Regions from separate parts of the Mus musculus genome. Here region 2 is linked to region 1. A link is a contact called in public HiChIP or PLAC-seq data. All regions are on one chromosome and are shown on one strand. Each heading gives the region's core, a stretch centred on a gene start, on an enhancer-like site or on the middle of the called end of the contact. The rest is flanking DNA. Distances are from core to core; before and after follow the strand shown. Region 1 has its middle 6.3 kb from the start of Gm40632. Region 2 has its middle 31 kb from the start of 4933404K13Rik.

Region 1 (6,380 bases), core at 3,300-5,799:
GCTGGGTGTCCAAGAGAAGCCCTTGAGCCCGAGAACTTCCTTCTCCACTGTTCTCACTACCTAATAACCTCGTTTGGTTTTGCAAAAACCTTTGAACTTCCTCTAACTCTTCTTCTATTGAAACCCTCTGCAAAGAAGAGAAGGAACAATGAGTTATTCTAAGAAAGACTGAGTGGTCCCCAGAGCTGCCTTCAGGGGCCAGAAAGTCACTGAGATTTTATGTTTGTCATTGGTGGGTTTGTTTTGTTTACTGAGACACTCTGTAGCCTAGGCTGGCCTCAAACTTTAATTTTTATTCACTTTACATCCCAATCGCTACTCCCACATGACCCCCTCACATGGTCCCCCCCCCCCACCCCTCATCCCCTTCTCCTCTGAGAGTGTAAGGAGGACCCCTCTGTATCCCCAACCCTGGCACATCAAGTCTCTGCAGAGTTAGGCGCATCCTCTCTCCCTGTGACCAGACAAGGAAGCCTAGTTAGAGGACTGTATTCTACAGACAGGCAACAGCTTTAGGGATAGCCCCATCTCCAGTTGTTGAGGACCCACCTGGAGACTGAGCTGTGCATCCGCAGGGGGCCTAGGTCCAGCCCTTGAACGCTCTGTGGTTGATGGTTACGTTTCTGAGATCCCCAAGGGTGAGGGTTAGTTATCTCTGTTGGTCTTCCTGTGGATTTCCTATCCCCATTCAGGGCCCTCAATCCTTCCCCCAAGCTCTGTCCAGTGTTTAGCTGTGGGTCTCTGCATCTGTTTTGGTTAGCTGCTGGGTGGAGCCTCTCAGAGGACAGTTATGCTGGGCTCCTGTCTGCAAGCATGACAGAGTATCATTAATAGTGTCAGGGATTGGTGCTTGCTCATGGGATAGGTCTCAAGTTGGACCAGTTATTGGTTGGCTATTCCCTCAATCTCTGTTCCATCCCTGTCTCTGCATTTCTTGTAGACAGGATTTGGCCTCGAACTCTTTTTTTGGGGGGTGGGGTGGTTTTTTGGGTTTTTTGTTTGTTTGTTTGTTTTTTCGAGACAGGGTTTCTCTGTATAACCCTGGCTGTCCTGGAACTCACTTTGTAGACCAGGCTGGCCTTGAACTCAGAAATCCGCCTGCCTCTGTCTCCCAAGTGCTGGGATTAAAGGCGTGTGCCACCACTGCCTGGCGGCCTCAAACTATTAATCCTCCTCCTTTATCCTCTTGAATGCTGGGATAACAGGCACAATTTATGTCCAACTAGAAATTTACTTTTAGCTCTGCATGGCATTTAGCATTCACATGTATACTGTATTCACATGTGTGCTGTATTCACATGTGTGCTGTATTCACGTGTATACTTTATTCACATGTATGCTCTGTTCACATGTATGCTATATTCACATGAGTGCTGTATTCACATGTGTGCTCTATTCACATGTATGTTCTGCTCACATGTATGTTCTATTCACATGTATGCTGTACTCCTCTCCTTCATGTGTCTACCTATTTTAAAAATGGGAGTTCCTCCCAAAACCTTTGAGGACAAAGAAACTATTGCTCACTATTTCCTTGAGCTGAATGTTCTGGGTGGCCCTTGTACCACTGAGGCGTGAAAGAGAGTGCTTGCTGGAGATGGGAGGTAGACTAACTTCACCCCTAATAAAAACAGAGCCCAGAACACTCACAGGCAGGTGAGGCCCACAGAACCTGTAAGCCTAGTTCATTCTGTGTCCCCTTGTCACTATCAGTGACCAGGACACCATTATGCTTTGCTTTGATAAGCTGAAGCTGGGGGAACTTTGGGGGAAACACTACTGAACATTAGAGAGCCAAAGGGAAATAAACCCAGAGAACAAGGAGACACAGTCTGCTTGGGAGACAGTGGCCTGATCAGACCATAACCAGTTTGTTGTGGGCCTTGGTCTGCTCTGGTCTCAATGGTGATCTGTGGTCAGCTTCAGCCATTTCAGTCCCAGATGAAAGCCAAACCATGGGTGTCCTTTGACCTGGTCGTCTAAGCTGGCCTCAAAGCCTCCAAAGCAAAATTGCAGAGAACTCCAACCCCCCACCCCCCCTTTATCTCTCTGTTCTTCCTCAACGCTCTCTCACAGGATGCGTTCCAACACTAGGTCATAGGTCACAGAGAGATGGAAGTGGCTTCCGGGGGGCATCACAGTGAGCCTGTCCTCTGAGCAGTGATCAAAGCTCCAGACTGCAGGCTGAAAACACAGCCGAGAGTCATGAATGCATGTCTGTACCTGCCTGCGCACCTGCGTGCAGAGTGTCTTTCTCAATAACTTCTACACCTTTTTAAAGGCAGGTTCTCTTGTTGAACCTGGAGTTCATTGGTTTGGGTAGAGTGGCTAGCCAGTGAGTTTCAAGGTTCCCCAGCTCTGGGGCTAGAGACACATAGCACCATGTGCTAGTAAGCATCCAACTATTTACATTGATGATAGGGATCCAAACAGGGGCTGAGCACTAGCACACAGGCACTTTATTGCCCGACCTATCTCCCCAGTTCCTAGATAGTCAACTCTTGGTGGACTGTCTTTCAGGAATTGGGAAGTTTTTCAGTGCTTAGAAAGAGACCTACTCTGGCACACACACCTCTGGCTAAGGTGTGCTTTCCCCCTCCAGCTGTGGGCACAGTTCAGCAATGGCAGGACAAGGTAGATCTCTGCAGCAGACTCTGCAGCTTCAGGCATCTCTGCACAAGAGCTGAGCAGAGAAGGAACCATCTTGGAGAGAGGCAGCACCCTGGTGCCTCTAAGATCCCACAGAGTGGCAGGCATCTTTTCTCATCCTCTCCACAGACTGTGCTCTGGCATCCTTGGATTAGTGGAAGTTTCTCTGGTTGCTATAAAACCTTTAGAGTAGAGAAATTCTCTTCTGCCTACTTCTCAGACCCAGCTCCAAAGCAAGCTCACATCCATTCCTTCCCTCTCGTGGTAAGGACGAAAATGAAAATGTGTCTCTCACATCTGCTCCTATCTGAAGTCTTGATCTTCTCACTGTTCCCCTCCCCCACCCCCAACACACACACATCTTTTTTTTTTTTTTTTTTTTTTTCCCTTCCTAGAAACTTCTTATCTCTTGCCATCCCTGGGAGTTTCTCTGAAGGAAGGAGAGCCAGCTTTCACCAAATGTCACGTAGATGCGGCTGTGTCTCCTTGGGAGCGGGTGGGTGTGTGGGGACAGGGCTGCTGCCTCACCTGTTCCCTCCCTCCCATCCCCCACCTTACCCCCGGGAAGGGACAGGCCTTTCCTGGCTAAGGTAATGAGGATTTCTGGCCAAGACTAAGGGGGTTGTCCTTGGCCCCAGAAAGTTCTTCCAGAGAGACTCATCACTGCCATAGTTACCAGACACTGTTTCTTCAGCAATGGTTTGTATAAACTTTGCCAAATGCTGGCTTGGATTCCAAATGAGGATGAACATCCCTGTGCTACCTTAGCAAAAGACAAATGGCACCTGACAAATCAAAAGGTTACAACACATGAGCAATTCCCAAAGCCAGAACCATTTACCGCCTTAGGTTTGGTTGGAGCTTGGGGGACTTCTGTAGATAAAAGACAGATAAATTACTGAATGTTCAGTTGCTCTGAGATAATGCTTTGCAAAGATTTACAAACTGGAAACTTGAAGGAATCTTTGCTAACCTTACTATGTAAACTCTATGCCTTTCATGAAGAATGTTTTATTGCCCTTCAAACTATGTTTGGTAAGTAAAGTTTGACTTCTGAATTAGAAGTCAGAGAGGAGAAAGTGCTTTAAGGTACCGATGCTGAAAAAAACAACCTATAAAGATGACACAGGATAACGAACTTACTCCCTACACAAGTACTATATAAACTGTCTTTTAACAGTCTGCAGATAAACCTGGTATCCTTTGTCTGATTACATTAAATTGAAGTTTTATTTTGAGACAGTATTAGCTGTGTGTCTCAGACTGGGGGTGTGTCTTCATGCCGGGCCTATCTTTCAATGAGCTCTGGAAAGAGGAATATGGACTTCTATGCCTGGCTCTATATTTTTGTTTTAAACATTTAAAGAAGTTGTGACTAAAACGTACAAAACACCTTTGGTAAAAACATTTTGACAGCAGGGGAAATGAACGAGTCAAGCGGTTGGATCAAAACCAAGAGTTCAGTACACAAAAAGCTGGAAAGCATTACCAGCCCTCTTTCCGTAATATCACAGGCAGCTGCAATTAAAACTGACATATGTTTTAGGAATAATTGCAATAAAAAAAAAGAAATCAAGGAACTGAAATCATGTGATTCAGGCTGAAGATCGCCATGGGTGGGGTAGAAGTGAGGGAACCTTACAGTTGAGTGTAGTTATAAAGGTCTTTTGGTTCTGATAATATCGTCTTAGCACTTGTAAAATTTAAATAGGCAAAGCAAAAAGAAAAAGGAAAAAAAATCAGCAAAGTCTAGAAATATAAATGTATAAAATACACTGGATATTTTTGCTCTCTCCCTGAATAGCTACTTCCTCACCCCTCCCACGAGTCTCATACCACAACCTTAGCCTGCATATGAGGCAATTAGACAAGACAGGAGGAAAGAGGAAATTATACCCCTAGAATCTACAGAAGAGGAACTCACTATCTGGTCACTGGAACTCCGGCCCATCCCCTCTGTGCCACTCCCCCGCATCTGGACGTCCACTGTCTCATCAGTGAGCAATAGCTTTAACGGACACTTCACCCCACATCTGCACGGGAACAAGTAGTCCACTGCTAAATGTGTTTAGAAATAAAGCTATCTCCGTTCGGCAAAACTACTAAAGCGGGTTGCTTTTTCCTACGGCAAACACGGTTGCCATGGTCAGGTTCAGCCTACCCTTGTGAAACCATCAGATAGCTGAGTTGGGAAGTGACTCAGCTCCCAGAAGGTGGACTGAGCCCACACCCTCACACCACTACCTAAAATGTCTCCCTTAGGCTTTATTATTAATTTTGCTGAAGAGATCTATAATTGGCCAGCATTTTACACGCACGCTCGTTTCTTCCGTTTCAAAATTGGTAAAGTAAAGCCCACTCCTCCCGTTTATAGTGGAACCAAAGTGCAGGTCCTAGCGCCTCTTCATCTTCATCAGCCCCGCTTCCGGCTGCCCTTCCCCTCTCTCACATGTGAATCTTTATTCCTCTTCCATTGAGGTCCCCATGCGCAGCTCCACTTATAAAACAGGGCTCTGTTTGCTTAGCAGCCCCTCCTAGGTAACAGGGCCGTCGTGGTGGCAGACCCCACCCAACAGTGAGCCCTAGATCCCAAGGGAGTCGCGGCGACTGCGGCGCTCTCCTCTACGGTCGATACAATGCGAATCAGATAGATTGTATGAGTCCCTTCCCGTGTCCGCAGGAATGTGCAGGGCTAGTTCAACACCTTTGGGCCCATTGTCTCCTACCTGTTAGCGGTTAGCTAACTGTAAATCTATACAGTGTAGGCCCTGTGTTAACAAGTGAAAGTCATGGGAGATTTTAAAACTGTCTCTACGCTTCCTCCCCGGTTTCTTCAGAGGCACGGTTCTAGAAAGGGGGCGTGCCTCACTTCATCCTTCTCTATCACGGCTCTGGCAGAAACTACCCAAGATTTTGAGCCGGTTCTGAATATATCTCTGTAAATGTTGATACTTTTTTAAGGAGATGGTTTCCATTCCCACGGGGAGTCGGACATACTTAGTGACCCACTTCTAGGGAAGTGGGGACCCACTAGGACTCACTTCTTCATGTGCGGCTTGGCGCACATGGTGGGTTATCACCTCCCATCTTTACTTTACTTACGTTAGAGTACACTGCATCTCTTTCTTGGCTTACTTGCATGGAGTTAGAGCACACAGAGGGAGAACTGAAGTCTCCTCCACTAGACATATTAGAAATGCACCCTAACTTGAGTGACAGCTGGACCACGCCCACACCCACACCCTCCCCCGTGAGAGGCCTCAGCCGGAGCTGCTTCTGATGCCTGACCCCCAGTGTCTGTGAGAATTACAGACATGTGAGGTTTTGAGCAGCTCTGTCCTGGGGTAATGGTGATAGAGTCATGTATCATTAACACAGCCACCCAGATAGCAGATCTAATAATGGCCTCGTTTCCACTCCCTGCTTAACTAAAATTGGAGTGTTCATGTCACCCTTTTCTTGTTCTCTGTTCCCTTGCAGAGTCACAGGCCATTCTTCTCCCTTGCCTTCTGCAGGGCCCCAGGGTGCCACCTTTCTTGTCCCTCTGGGTCCCCATGCTCTGTTCTCCTCTCAGCTCCCATTCCACATATGCTGTCTTATCTGATATTATGGTTTTGTTTACACTATATCCCTTTGATGGAGTGCTAACTCAAACTCTCAGAGGCAAATGGAAAAAATATTGCCTCCTATTGAGGAATACTGCCTGGAGTGAGCCATAAAATTCCTCAAAG
Region 2 (6,298 bases), core at 2,142-4,641, 190 kb before region 1:
ACTCTCATAGATTCCAAGGGACAGCTCTAGGTGGTCCCATTGGCAGCTAACACTGAAACTCCTGGGAGCCTGCCCCCCCCCCACCTTTTTTTTCCTTAGGAGCAACACCAGTCTTGTTTTGAAGTGTCTAACATTAAACTCCAGCACAAATCATATCACATCTGCCAACAGGGAGGGAATGTCTGCTTCATTGACGTTCTGTGACCTTTCAAGCAATTTGGATCTTTTAAAAGGCAGCGAGCGTTTGATTTTCGGGATATTAATATGATGTTCTTAAAACCTGAAGGAATTATTCTAGGTCAAGCTTACTATCTGCCAAAGAAGACCCTAGAAAACCCTTGTGTGCAAAAATATAGCTGCCAAGTGATTAGATTTAACCTTTAAATAATCTGTGCTTTCTTCCCTTTCTTATTGCTTTGATTGGTTCTTTGGGAATTTTGTACAGTGAGTTTTCATTACTTTCACCTTCCCCCACTTCCATTCTCACCCAACCTTATGCTCCCTCCCCCAATCTAGGCCAAGTTGTGCTTGGCTGTGGATAATCTACCAGGGGATGCACTTTTTCACTGTTATTGTTTGTTTGTTTGTTTTCCTTTTTTATTATTAGGTGTTTTCTTCATTTACATTTCCAATGCTATCCCAAAAATCCCCCGTGCCCATCCCCCCACTCCCCCCTCCCCACTTCTTGACCCTGGCTTTCCCCTGTACTTAGGCATATAAAGTTTGCAAGACCAATGGGCCTCTCTTTCCACTGATAGCCCACTAGGCCATCTTTTGATACATATGCAGCTAGAGACACGAGCTCCCGGGGTACTGGTTAGTTCATATTGTTGTTCCACCTATAGGGTTGCAGATCCCTTTAGCTCCTTGGGTACTTTCTCTAGCTCCTCCATTGGGGGCCCTGTGTTCCATCCAATAGCTGACTGTGAGCATCCACTTCTGTGTTTGCTAGGCCCCAGCATAGTCTCACAAGAGACAGCTATATCAGGGTCCTTTCAGCAAAATCTTGCTAGTGTATGCAATGGTGTCAGCGTTTGGAGGCTGATTATGGGATAGATCCCCGGGTATAGCAGTCTCTAGATGGTCCATCCTTTTGTCTCAGCTCCAAACTTTGTCTCTGTAACTCCTACCATGGGTGTTTTGTTCCCAATTCAAAGAAGGGGCAAAGTGTCCACACTTTGGTCTTCATTCTTCTTGAGTTTCATGTGTTTTGCAAATTGTATCTTATATCTTGGGTATTCTAAGTTTCTGGGCTAATATCCACTTATCAGTGAGTACATATCAGGTGAGTTCTTTTGTGATTGGGTTACCTCACTCAGGATGATGCCCTCTAGGTCCAACCATTTGCCTAGGAATTTCATAAATTCATTCTTTTTAATAGCTGAGTAGTACTCCATTGTGTAAATGTACCACATTTTCTGTATCCATTCCTCTGTTGAGGGGCATCTGGGTTCTTTCCAGCTTCTGGCTATTATAAATAAGGCTGCTAAGAACATAGTGGAGCATGTGCCCTTCTTACCAGTTGGAACATCTTCTGGATATACCAACAGCCATGTTGGAGTCTATGGCCCTGCTTCAGGCAGAGGCCATGTTGATGTGAAGTGGGAATTTCTGATTTCTTTGGAGGCTCAGTTGTGTCATGTGATGTTTTTCTGGAAACGGTCTTATGGAGAGGATGTTTTACTAAAGCAGACACATGAGAGGATGTTTCGCTGAGAACAACCACACACATAAGGTGTTTTTCTGGAAGCTGCCTAATGAAGGGCATGTGATGGTTTGCTGGTGCCGATGCTTGAGAGGGCACATGATGTTTGGAAAGAGTTTGATTAAAACCCAACACGCAGTGGACAATTCTCTTGCATTGGTTCCCCTTGCTTTCTTTGCTGATCGCCTGTAATGATTTAATGGAGAGAAATTCACCAAAGAACTTCTGGTGGTATTCTGGTCGCTTCCACAGTCTCAAAGTGCCAATGAGCAGATCCTCACAGTTTCTTCTGGATCGAGCAGCTACTACTGATTCATGTTTGGTGTTTTACTAGTGGACTGGACTTCTGACAACAAAAATTTTAAAAATAGTTCTGACAAAGAACTATTTCTAAACAGGTCCACAGCCTTGTTTCCTATTACCCTTTCTTTTCCCTACCTCTGGTGGGTGGTGGGCTAGAAGGGAGATCGAAGCATTTTCAAAAACATAAAGTAGGGGTCACCTTGGGCGCTGAGTCGTCAGACACCCCCAAGGTCCCCTAGAGGTCTCTCCACACGATCTTGGGACCACCAGTGAGTGGAACACAACTTCTATCCCAATCCAATCGCATGGGACCTGAGACAGCATTAGGGAAGCAGAAAAGCCAGCCTGGCCAGGGTCACAAATCCCTCCCGATCTCAGAAGACTGTTATTGTTTTTTTGAGGCAAGGTCTCGCTACATAGCTCTGCCTGTCCTGGAACCCATTCATAAACAAGGCTGGCCTTGAACTAACACCTGCTCCTGCCTCCTGAAGGGCTACACTCTTGTAGAAAACTGACCCTTCCCTTTCAGCAGCTAGCAGTTGGCAATAGTTCCTCGGCTAGGGGTGGAACTTCATGCCCATCTCCCTTCTCGTGCTGGATTTGATCTGGCTTGGGCTCGTACAGCCTTGTGTATGCTGTCGGTAGCCACCGTGAGCACATGTGTGCTGTTCTGCTGTGTCCAGGGACACTGTTCCCTTGTTATCACCCCACCACCTCTGGCTCTTAGCAATTTTCCCATTCCCTCTTCCACAATGACCCTGCGCCTCTGGAGGGGGGAGTGGTATACATGTTCCTTGTAGGGCTGAGCTTTCTACAGTCTCTTATCTTCTGCACTGTTAGCCAGTTGTGGGACTCTGTTGATCATTATGATGTTTTAGTACTATGCCAATTTCTCAGAATAATAGTTGAGTGACCCTAACAGGCCCAACCACGGCAAACATGGCCTCCCCTCCTCTCTCCTTGCTAAACCACTAGACTTCCTTATCTAGCCACTTCCTCATTCCTGAAACTGGCCACCAAGACCTGGCTCCTTATCTGGTTACTTCCTCATTCCTGAGGCTGACCACCAAGGTCCAGCTATCAAACTTCCCTGTCTGGCTACATTAACTAACATGTCCACTCAGGACTTACCAACTCATCCTAGCACGGACTTCTTTCTCTTTTTTTCTCCTTAAAAGCCACCCCTGCCAAGTCACCTGCCGCTGTTTCTGTCTGATTCAGATTCAGCCATTGTAGCTCCATCTTGCTTGACAAAGGATCTCTTTGTGTTGAAAACTGGTGTTTGGGCATGATCTGTGCTCCGCGGTCCAGAAGACAGCACTCCTTGATGCGGGGAGGGGTAGGGGGATGTTCAATAGTAATAGGTTCTCTCTATGGCCTATGATCTGTCTGACCACAGGTTCTCAGCCTGATAATAGGCCAGGTATGAGCTCCTCTTTGTGGAGCAAGCCTGAGAGAGTGGTTGGTTACACCCGTGACATCATTAGTGGGCGTGTCTTGTTCAGTCCGATGTTACCGTAGCTCACAGGCTTTACAGCTGGGTATGCTTTCTTTTCTCCTCTGGATAGCCTATAGAAATGAAATTTCTAAGTGTATACCACCTTGATTTCAATAAGATCTGTGATGCAAGTATGTGCTGTCTCCAGCAGCGGTCTTACCATCGGGTTCTAGAGAATGACAAGCAGCACTGGCTATTGCCTGTGATGTCTGGAACCGCACTGGCCAGCAACCCCAAAATAATAATAATAATAATAATAATAATAATAATAATAATAATAATAAATTTTTTGAAGAGCCACTGCCATTTTTATTTGTTAGCCTCTCGTGTCTTGGGTGTACATTGTTGCTCTGCTATAGGAGAAATCTACCTTTCCTATCTTTACTAAATGCATGTATGCAGTTGTACTTTAGGAAGTTTCTACAGATGTAGCTCTCATTGCAACCTGTTGACAGATAGTGAGTGTTATTTATCCCTTCCCAGTTCCCTCTTTCATTCTTCCCTCTTCTCCCCACCCCAATTTATCCCTTCTTGTTCTACAATTCTCTTTTAAACTTTTACACCCGCAGTCTCTGTTTCCTCTGCTGAAAGCCCCTCTCCATGACCTCTTAGTAGTTTCCTGACCTCTGTGGTATTCCAAATGAAACAAACATATCTAAAGAGTCAAAGCTAACATCTACAAATGAGAGAACGCATGCAGCATTTGTCTTTCTGAGCCTGAGTTTACCTTCACTCGCCATATCTGTTTTTAGCTCCGTTTATTTCCCTGCAAATTTCATAATTTAATTTAATATTTTTGAGATGTATCTATTATGTGTTTGAGTGTTTGCCTACACGTATGTGCACTTGTACATATTGTGCCCATGGGGGCCAGAAAAAGGTACTGGACTCCCAAGAACTGGAGTTATACTTGTGAGCTGCCACATGGATGCTGGAAATTTAACCTGTGTCTTCTGGAAGAGCAGCCAATACTCTTAAGTTCTGAGCCATCTCTTCAGCCCCATTTTCATTTTTTGATATCGTAGTAATATTCCATCATATAAATGTACCACATTTTCATCCTCCATCTATCCAACAGTGAATGGACACCTCGGCAGTTTGCACTTCCTGGCTATTATGAACAGAGCAGCAATGGGCACAAACAAGCAAGTGTCTGTAGTAAGATATCAAGAGCATTGAGTAGTATAGTATAGTACAGTACAGTATAAGATAGTATAGACCAGGAACTCGATAACTGAATCATGAGGTAGGTCTCTGTTTAGCTTTTGAGGAGCCACCACACTGATTTTCATGGCAGCTGCACCAGTTTGCATGCCCACTAGCAATGAATAAGAATCTCCTTTCCCCATATCATGCCAATATTTACTGTTTGCTTGTTTTTAATCTTAAGATATTTTGATTGGGAAAAGATGAATACTCAAGACAGTTTTAATGTGCATTTCCTTGATGGCTATGGATAATGAACCTAAAAATCATCTCATTTATTTTTCATATTTTGAGAACTCTGTTTAGTTCCATGCTCCATTTTTATTCTATTGCTTGTCTTTTTATGCTTAATTATTTTATCTCTTTATATATTTTAGATAATAACCTTATGTCTAGTGGATAATTGGTTTAAAAAAATTCCATTCTGTGAACTTTCTCTTTGTTAGTGTGATGGTGTCCTTTTCTATATAGAAACTTTTTAGTTTCATGAGGTACCACTTATTAATTGTTGATCTATATGCCTGCACTATTGGGTTCTTGTTCAGAAAGCCCTTGCCTATGTCAATAAATTTAAGTTTATCCTCTATTTTTGCTCTATCACAATCAGGGTATCAGGTGTTATGTTGAGTCCTTGACCTGTTTGAGTTGAGATTTGTGCAGGATGAGAGATGAGGATTGGGGTTCATTTTTCTACACATATATACAACTTGACCAGAACATTTGTTGAAGATTCTGTCCTTTTTCTAATTTATAGTGTGGGTTTCCAAAGAAATTATCCCATTACTTTTAAATTTGCCCTCAGGCAAGTTCTTAGGACAAGGACAGAAAGCAGCCACATCCTTATTAATAATACAAGGAGAGTCTCTAGTCCAGACCCCCTCTGAAACCTCTTGATGTAGACTGGCTGAGTCTGCATGTTTCTAAGAAGCTGTCTTCTCTACGCTCTCCCTAAGATGGTCCACTAAGCTCTGCTTTCAATCTTCAACCACTTTTCCAGCCTGACACCCCTGATTTATTCATAGTCCTGCAAACCAACATGCTCAGGACCATCAGAGCAATATTCTACTCCCTGGTACTAACTTTTTCTGAGCTGCTTTTCTATTTCTGTGATAAAACATCATGACAAAGGCAATTTATAGAAAAAGTTGACTTGAGAATCACAGTTCCAAAGAGATGAGTTCTCCATCATAGTGACAGGTGTGACAGGTGTGACAGCCAGCAGACAGAGGTGGCCCTGGAGAAGGAACTCACCTCAGTCTACAAGTAAGAAACACACAGAATGGTGTAAGTCTTTTGAACCCCTTAAGCTTGTTCCCAGTGGCATACTTCATGGTCACACTTCCTAATCATCCCCAAACATCCACCAACTGAGGACCAAGTATCTAAATGCCTGAGACTTATGGAGGGCCTCTCATTCAAGCCCTCTGTCTTAGTCAGGGTTTCTATTCCTGGACAAAACATCATGACCAAGAAGCAAGTTGGGGAGAAAAGGGTTTATTTGGCTTACACTTCCATACTGCTGTTCATCACCAAAGGAAGTCAGGACTGGAACTCAAGCAGGTCAGGAAGCAGGAGCTGATACAGAG

What was found. HiChIP or PLAC-seq counts read pairs in DNA pulled down with a chosen protein or histone mark.
Region 2: an H3K4me3 HiChIP or PLAC-seq map of bone marrow-derived macrophages shows a contact between it and region 1, with 4 times the contacts expected there. The contact joins two enhancer-like sites. A contact is called at or near these places in 3 of 115 datasets of contacts at active chromatin or transcription factors (bone marrow-derived macrophages, microglia and pancreatic cancer cells).

The regions. Positions count from the first base shown.
Region 1 is chr10:43,666,285-43,672,664 of GRCm38.p6, reverse strand. No RefSeq gene overlaps it. Among named protein-coding and RNA genes, the nearest start is that of Gm40632, 6.3 kb to the left of the region's middle. Within about 2 kb of position 4,549, at least 90 of the 459 cell types and tissues checked have an H3K27ac peak or open chromatin away from gene starts, as enhancers often do. A contact at or near this core is called in bone marrow-derived macrophages, where this site is marked.
Region 2 is chr10:43,853,289-43,859,586 of GRCm38.p6, reverse strand. No RefSeq gene overlaps it. Among named protein-coding and RNA genes, the nearest start is that of 4933404K13Rik, 31 kb to the right of the region's middle. Within about 2 kb of position 3,391, at least 63 of the 459 cell types and tissues checked have an H3K27ac peak or open chromatin away from gene starts, as enhancers often do. A contact at or near this core is called in bone marrow-derived macrophages, where this site is marked.